2 separate regions of the Astyanax mexicanus genome follow, and region 1 is linked to region 2. The links are chromatin contacts, called in public Hi-C maps. All regions are on one chromosome and are shown on one strand. Each heading gives the region's core, a stretch centred on a gene start, on an enhancer-like site or on the middle of the called end of the contact. The rest is flanking DNA. Distances are from core to core; before and after follow the strand shown. Region 1 holds the start of rps13 (ribosomal protein S13). Region 2 holds the start of hsbp1a (heat shock factor binding protein 1a).

What was found. A called contact is a pair of places that touch in the nucleus more often than the background predicts.
Region 1: a Hi-C map of blood shows a contact between it and region 2, with 6 times the contacts expected there. The contact joins the promoter of rps13 here to the promoter of hsbp1a in region 2. A contact is called at or near these places in 2 of 3 Hi-C or Micro-C datasets (blood and muscle).

Annotation. Positions count from the first base shown.
Region 1 is chr16:39,231,393-39,235,279 of AstMex3_surface, reverse strand. It overlaps rps13 (ribosomal protein S13), which reads right to left and starts at 2,192. Exons shown (of 6, transcript XM_022670102.2): 1 at 2,086-2,192; 2 at 2-50. The coding sequence starts at 2,108.
Region 2 is chr16:38,566,192-38,569,839 of AstMex3_surface, reverse strand. hsbp1a (heat shock factor binding protein 1a) reads right to left here and starts at 1,489. Exons shown (of 4, transcript XM_007237621.4): 1 at 1,288-1,489. The coding sequence starts at 1,332. It overlaps atxn1l (ataxin 1-like), which reads left to right and starts at 2,644. Exons shown (of 3, transcript XM_015602535.3): 1 at 2,644-2,996.

The DNA of each region.
Region 1 (3,887 bases), core at 943-3,442, 660 kb before region 2:
CTGTGGGGACACTGCGTCTGTATGGAAGTGCAGACTGGGCCAAGCCCTTACTGAAATACAAAAACAAAAATGCAACTTAACACACAATCGGCAAAATGAATTTAATAGATTAAAAAACAATCCTAATTTAACAAGAACTTGCAAGACAAATGCTTTAAAAAAGATATATGAAGTGCATAATTACAAAGAACTGCTATTTTTGCTATTAAAAGGTGAAACAGTGAAACCCATTTGTTAAGCTGGGAACTGGCAACACTAAACTCAATTTCCAAAAATGACGTTAATGTAATTTACAGACATGCTACATAATAAATTAAATCGCTGCATAGTTCTTTTCAAGCAAGATTATGTTAAATACCAACCATGTCCGATTATGCTGCTAAAAAACGCTAATATAGTCCAATACTAATACAATTATGAATTCTGGGCATCCCTAGGTGTAATTAAAGTTGTTAATGTGGAATTGGAGATGCAAAACATTTTATAGACAAAAAAACGCAAAACTATTTAAACAATATATTTATATATAATATTTATTAGCTTGTTTTACAGAACCTGCCACTACTTATGAATTTGTGTGAAAATATGATAAATGTTGATCACTGTATAATATTAACCATAGCATCTAGCGCCAAGCCTGAATCACTACTACACACAATAGTGAAACAGCAAGGACTTACTTAACAGCTAAAATTTGTAAGTAAAATATTTTCTTGTAAACTCTTGGTTTAACGGGAGTAAAACATAATTCAAGCAAAGTAAATCATGCACTGAAAGGTGGGTGACACTGTAAAGGTTTAAAACATTTACAACACACACAACTAAACATATTTTGACATATGCATAAGCAGTGGCATATTTCTCTCTTCTGGTATTAACCCTTTCAGACTCTGCATCCATTACAATGGACATAATGTATTTTCTTCATTTTTATGTTTCTTTATTATAAGACTGTCCAGCAGAACGGACCGTGAACCAGCCAACGAACAAGTTTATAAACCAATGAAACAGTCGCCTGACGCATCTACTGCAAAAACACAGGAAAAACAGTAGTACTAGAGTCATTGAGGAAAAGTAACAGCTAATTTTACACTAGATTTAGTACACTTTTTAATAGTTTATTTTACTGTTTAGGGATGGCTTATGAAATAAAGGTTAATATGAAAAAGCATTACACAGGCTTCCAACACAACTAACAAAATAACTAAATGTTTGTTACTAGGATTTACATAATAGAGTTTACAGTGGAACATTATAGTTTTCTTGTCTGAGCATTACAGACAGAAAACAGTATTTACATTTTATTTATTGTAAAAACAGTATCTCGAATTTTCTAGAATTTACAGCTATAATTTGTGTTATATTAGCTAATAAACTGTTTAATTGTAGTACAACAATTTAAGTGAAGTGAATTATGCACTGAGAGCTGGGTGATGTAGTAAAGCCATTCACAACACAACTTACTAATCATATTGACATACAGACAAAATTCATAAATAGTGGCACATTATAGTAGTGATAGCGAAAAGAGGAGTTTTACAGCCTATAATTATGTGTACAGTTGGGACAGTGTTCTTTTAGTAATGCTTTTTTTTTTTTTTTTTTTTTTACATAAACACGATACGATAAAATATCGATAGCGGTTCATTATCCAGCTCTATTCTGAATACAGCACAAATTCGCTGTTTAACCGAGAGCCGATTATCCAGTTTCTGTTGCCGTTTAACTCAATTCAGAGGAAGAATTGTAGCTTCAAGTCAGGTCTAGATTGATCACAGAGGGTTAAATACCCGTTGAATAAATGTTTAAATCAGTAAAACAACATTTATTCTTCAATTAAACCCGTTTAACTCGGGCTTCCAGCCTCTTGCTGCGCTCCCCCCGGCTCTCCGCGCTTTCTCCGCGGCCTCCACCCCGATACAGCCCCCGCTAACCCTCTACCCCTGCAATCTAAGTAATAAACTGCAGATTTTGCGCTTTTCTCCAGGATTGCGGTATATGGAACTTTATTAATGCTGGCAACATCGTTTTTTAATCGCATTTCTCGCCGCCTTATGGGTATTTTAGTGTAAATTCAGCGCTTACCCGGGAGCGTGCATACGACCCATGATGGCGTTCACGGAGCGGCGCGAGAGAGAGAGCGGAAACACGAGGCCCCACAGAGGTAGCGCTCTCACCGGAAGTGACGCGAACTCCGGAATACACAATAAAAGTATAGTAATTCAGTTGAAAATGTGAAACTCATATATTATATAGGTGTGTTACACAAAGAGTGATCTATTTTAAGCGTTTAATTTTTTTTCTTGTTGATGATTATTGTGGCTTACAGCCAATAAAAAAAAACAAAATCTGTGTTTTAGAAAATTAGAATATTATTAGAAACAAATTGGTACTTTGGCAGTGTGGGCAGTGTGCCAAGTCCTGCTGGAAAATGAAATCCGCACCTCCATAAACGTCGTCAGTAGCAGAGGGAAGCATGAAGTGCTGTAAGATTTTGTGGGAAAACAAAACTGCACTGACTTTAGACTTGATAATAAAACACAGTGGTGGTTAATGATTATGGCTGTAAGCTAATCATCAACAATAAAATAAATAAACACTTAAAATAGATCACGCTGTATGTAATCCAAACTATATAATATATGAGTTTCACATTTTCAACTGAATTACTGAAATATTTTTTTCAATGATATTCAAACTTTTTAAGGTACACCAGTACAGTCTATGGAGCCACGTGTTTTTAATTTTTGTTTTATACATTATTAAATGTACACGGGTAAACCAAACTACATTTGGATACAACTGAAACAAATAAGAAACACTGTAAATAAATTTCTACTAGAAATTACTAAAATACATAGACAAAGACATTAACATATTTTTTTAGACGTTAATTTATTTTCATTTTAGACAGTAAATGTACAGAGGTTATTGTCATATTTTGGACACATTAGTAACACAATAAATTAAAATACATTGACAAAAAAAAGAGAAAATGTGGCAAAATAAAAGTCTGTATTTCTGTAAATCTCTAGTCTCTAGTGGTGGTTTTTGGAACAGCACCCACCTGTGGAAATTTCTAAGGCTTTTTATTGATATTTAGCGTTAATAAATCTAAATATAGTTAGATTAATCTGTAGTTTTCTGTAAATGTATAAAAGCAGGAGATTAGTGAAGCGGGTTAGTGCAGCGCTGCGATCTGCAGGTAATTACTTAAACTCACCTGAAGGAAGCGCTGCAGTGTCTGAATTGCCTGTGTGTCTGTGTTGCCAGGTTGGGGGGGTTTAACGATTTATTTTGACTGTGTTTGAAATTGGCTATTAATTGGCATTAGGACACACATATATATATATATATATATTTTACTTTTTATTAGTTAATTATTTTGGTCTTTCCATTGTTTGAATTACATTTAATATAAGCAGAAGTAAATTAAACTCAAATTTAAATAATGAGTCCCATTTTAGCGACGTGGCCTTTAGATTAGATTTCTATCATTATTATTATATATCCCTATAATTATATATATATGTATATATCTTATTTTTTTTCTAATATTTGGTGTGAGATTGTTTTTTTTTTGTCTTCGCAATGTTAGAAAAAAATATTTAAACATTAAGCAAAGTTATTTTTTTAAATGATAGATATAGAAATTTTGAATTACATTTATTATGGACATAAATTCAATTAAAAAGAAGTTCAAATAATAAGAGTCCCATTCTAGCTATGTTGCCTTTAGATTATTATTATTATTATTATTATTATTATTATTATTATTATTATACAATTTATATTTTATATCGTATCGTGGCTTTCAAATATTTGTCTGTCTTTGTAATGGTATTAATAAATTAAATAAATTACATAATAAGAGTCCCATCCTCTCT
Region 2 (3,648 bases), core at 240-2,739:
TAGCTTTTCTAGATCACATTTTTTTTAGTATTGTTTCATTCTCTTGTAGTTAGTGTATATATACATATATATGTATATATATTATATATTTTTTTATATTGATATATATTCCCTAACACTTCAGGGTACCACTTTAAAATAAGACTACCTTTATAAAGGGTTTATAAATGGTTTACAATTAGTTTATTAATAGTTACTAATTAGGTTGTAAATGCCTTAAAAATCATTAATAATCAGTTATAACACATACTTAGGAAGGGCAACAATGACCTGTTGTTTGCAAAATAGTGAACCCACAACATCTATATAGTTGCCCTTTCTACGTATGTGTTATAACTGATTATTAATGATTTTTAAGGCATTTACAACCTAATTAGTAACCATTAATAAACTAACTGTAAACCATTTATAAACCCTTTAAAAAGGTAGTCTTATTTTAAAGTGGTACCCACTTCTGTTCTGTCCTCTGTGATTCTGTAACACCTCAAATTTCCCCTGCTGTGGGATTAATAAAGGCTTATATTATCTCAAGTATCAATTTGAAATATTGGCCATAATGACTGATACGATGTAATATAGATAAAGAGATATCATCGTGCATCCCTTACATTTTTTATATTTTTAATATTAAAACTACACATATTCTAAATGCACCTAGTCTACATTACAGATCTTGAATTAGCATTTCAGTACTAGTCAGACTAAATTTATAATACATTTTATATTAGTTAAAAGTAATTATTAATTAGATACCTGCAAATGCAGTTTTTAATCGTTTTAAATAGTAAAAAAAGCAACATTACATCCCAGATATCATGTGATTCTGGTAATGTACTGTAGGTAAACTAGTCTGATTTCATTGCTGGTACAAATTTCATATATGATATATAAGCCATATAAGACAGTTTCTACTAGTAAACACTTTACTGCATTATTGACACCTAGAAATAGATTTTAAACAATATAATCTGAGTTTGAACTGGTGTCACCATCGCTGGAATCATTTTGGACTAAAATAATAGCTTATTAAAGCTTTTATTATATCAGAATATCCACATTTACTGTTTTATTTAGGTGAATACATTAGTAAATAGGCACTATACTGTATCTAGGACGGTTTGAACAAGATACTAGGTAGTTTATCAGTTAAAATAGCTAAATAAGAAGCTATACAGATATTTATTTCTTTATTTTCAGATGCTAAAACCCAGTAAACCCAGTAAAATATCCCCAGAAGCGGCGGAATCCCCGCAGCCCTGTGCGCCTGCGCAGTAAAGCCGCACTCACCACCACGGTCAGGTCCTGCGCTGATTTGGGCTCGGTCTCAGACATGCTGTAAATCTGCGGTGTGTTTAATAAAACGCCGGATTAAAAAACCCGCTGTCCGTCAGAACCCGCTCTCTAATTCTGTTCCTCTGGTCCGGAGAGCGCTGCCCACACACTGTACTGTACTCTGACAACAGCAGGGAAAGCCGGCTCTGATTGGTGGAGAGAGAAGACAGCCCGCAGACACACCGCCACCTACAGGCGCGGAGGGGCACGCTCCTGGTGGTGTTAGTCGATTAATAAAAACAAATAATCGAATTAATCGTAACGACATTATGTGATTAATCGCGATTAAGACTTCAGATTAAGCTTTAACATTTAAATGTAAAGAATTGGCTAATTCTTTATATTTTGGGGATATTTCACTTCTGGGGATATTTCACTGGGTTTACGTGGTTTTAGCAGCTAAAAATAAAAAAAATAAATGTGTATATAGCTACGTATTTAGCTATTTTAACCGATGAACTACCTAGTTACCTGTTCAAACCGTACTAGATACAAAAAGGTGTGAATTTACTAATGTATTTACGTATGTATTTGAGAATCTTTGGCCATGCATTACAGATTTTTTTATATGATGTCCCATCACAGGCTCTATAGATCGCTGCTAAGAATATAAGCTATAAACACACGCTACGACTTATATTTATGTAAGATAAAGATCAAATAATACAATCCTTTATTAGCCCTACAGCAGGGTAATCTACAGTGTTACAGCAGCAGTAAAAACAAAGCACACAGAAGCAGAGAGAAAGTATAGCATGGGCTGCTAAGACAATGAGCTAAAATCTATGACATATATTATATATATTTTATATATTTATATAAGATAAAGAACAAATAAGATAAGGGGCAATCTATAGTGTTACAGCAGCAGTGAAAACAAAGCACACAGAAGCAGAAAAAAGTATTAATAGGGCATGGAAACGTATTGAATTTTAAGGTGTGGAAACGAAGTCCTGGCCATATAAGTCTTCCCCACGACTTAATTATTCTGTTCCCACACCTTAAATAGAAGTGGCCACGCATTATTTATTTTTTTACATTATGTCACCTGTGGGGGTTTCCATAGATCCCTGCTAAAGAAAAGGATTTAAAATATATAGCTTACTATAGGTTGGAAACAAGATAATTAAGTCCTGGGCTTATATGTCGTCCCCACGACTTAGTTATCTTGTTTCCACTCTTAAAAAAATAAAGATAGAGAACAAATCTTGACTAGTTAGAGTATGTTTGTCTGGATGACCAGCTTTTTTTTTACTGGATAGTTTAGCAGCGAGGTCGTACTCACGAATTATCGCGTGTGTGTGTGTGCGTGCGTGCGTGTGTTTGGATTAGCGCTGAGGTCAGAAGCCGGAGACCCCCATTGGACTTTCCCTGAGCCGCACGCTGTTGTAAACTCCTAAATCAGATTACTATACAGAATGCGCATTAGATGGTGAAGCGGGTTTCCGATCCGGATTATCTGTAGATCTGTGAATCTGCACCGCGCGGCTCCCGGAGCTCAGCGCAGCCCTGCTGTCCTGACATCATCCGGGCGCGCCGCTGGGGTTTGGGCCGCTGGCCTGTGGACTGGGCAGAGATCCGCAGCCCTGATTCAGCGCGGCTCTATCATCGGGACTCCCCCACAGCATGCAGCCGGACCGCGGGCCGCTCCACCACATGCGGGGGTAAGTGAGGGCGGGGGACGCGGCGCGGTACCGGCGGGAAACGGCTCTCCGCGGCGGGGGAGAGGCGGTTAGCCGCGTTAGCAGCGGGCGGCTAACGGTAGGGCTCGCGCGGAGCCCCTCGGTAATGTCCAGCAGTGAGATTTTATAGTTTAGAGAGGGTTTAGCTTTAATTTCAGGCTTTTGGAGTTAATAATTCAGTGTTTTAGAGAATAAATATATATTTCTGTTTAAGATTAATGTGTAATTAATCAGTGTATGGCTGTAGTATTTAGGATTTGTACTGTTTATGAAGGCTAGTTAAAGGTTTCCTGTGCTATCTATGCTGTTAGCTAACCTGGCTAATTTAACCTAGCATTGGGTTAACTGGCTTCATTTACTCATATTTACAAATTTATACAAATATTTAAATATTTAATTACTTTATGGGCTATTTCGCCAAATGGGTGCCATTTGCTTGTTGAAACCCTTTCAAATTAAACTTATGTGACATTTAAAAAGCATGTTTTCTCTCAAAAAGTCTTTAATTTAAAGAAATAGTTGACTGCATGTTCAAATAATTGATACTTTTGACAAACAAATTCATATATATACATGCACATTGTATTTTTCTAAAATATACAAAGCTATTTTTATCTTTTCAAGAAGACCCAAA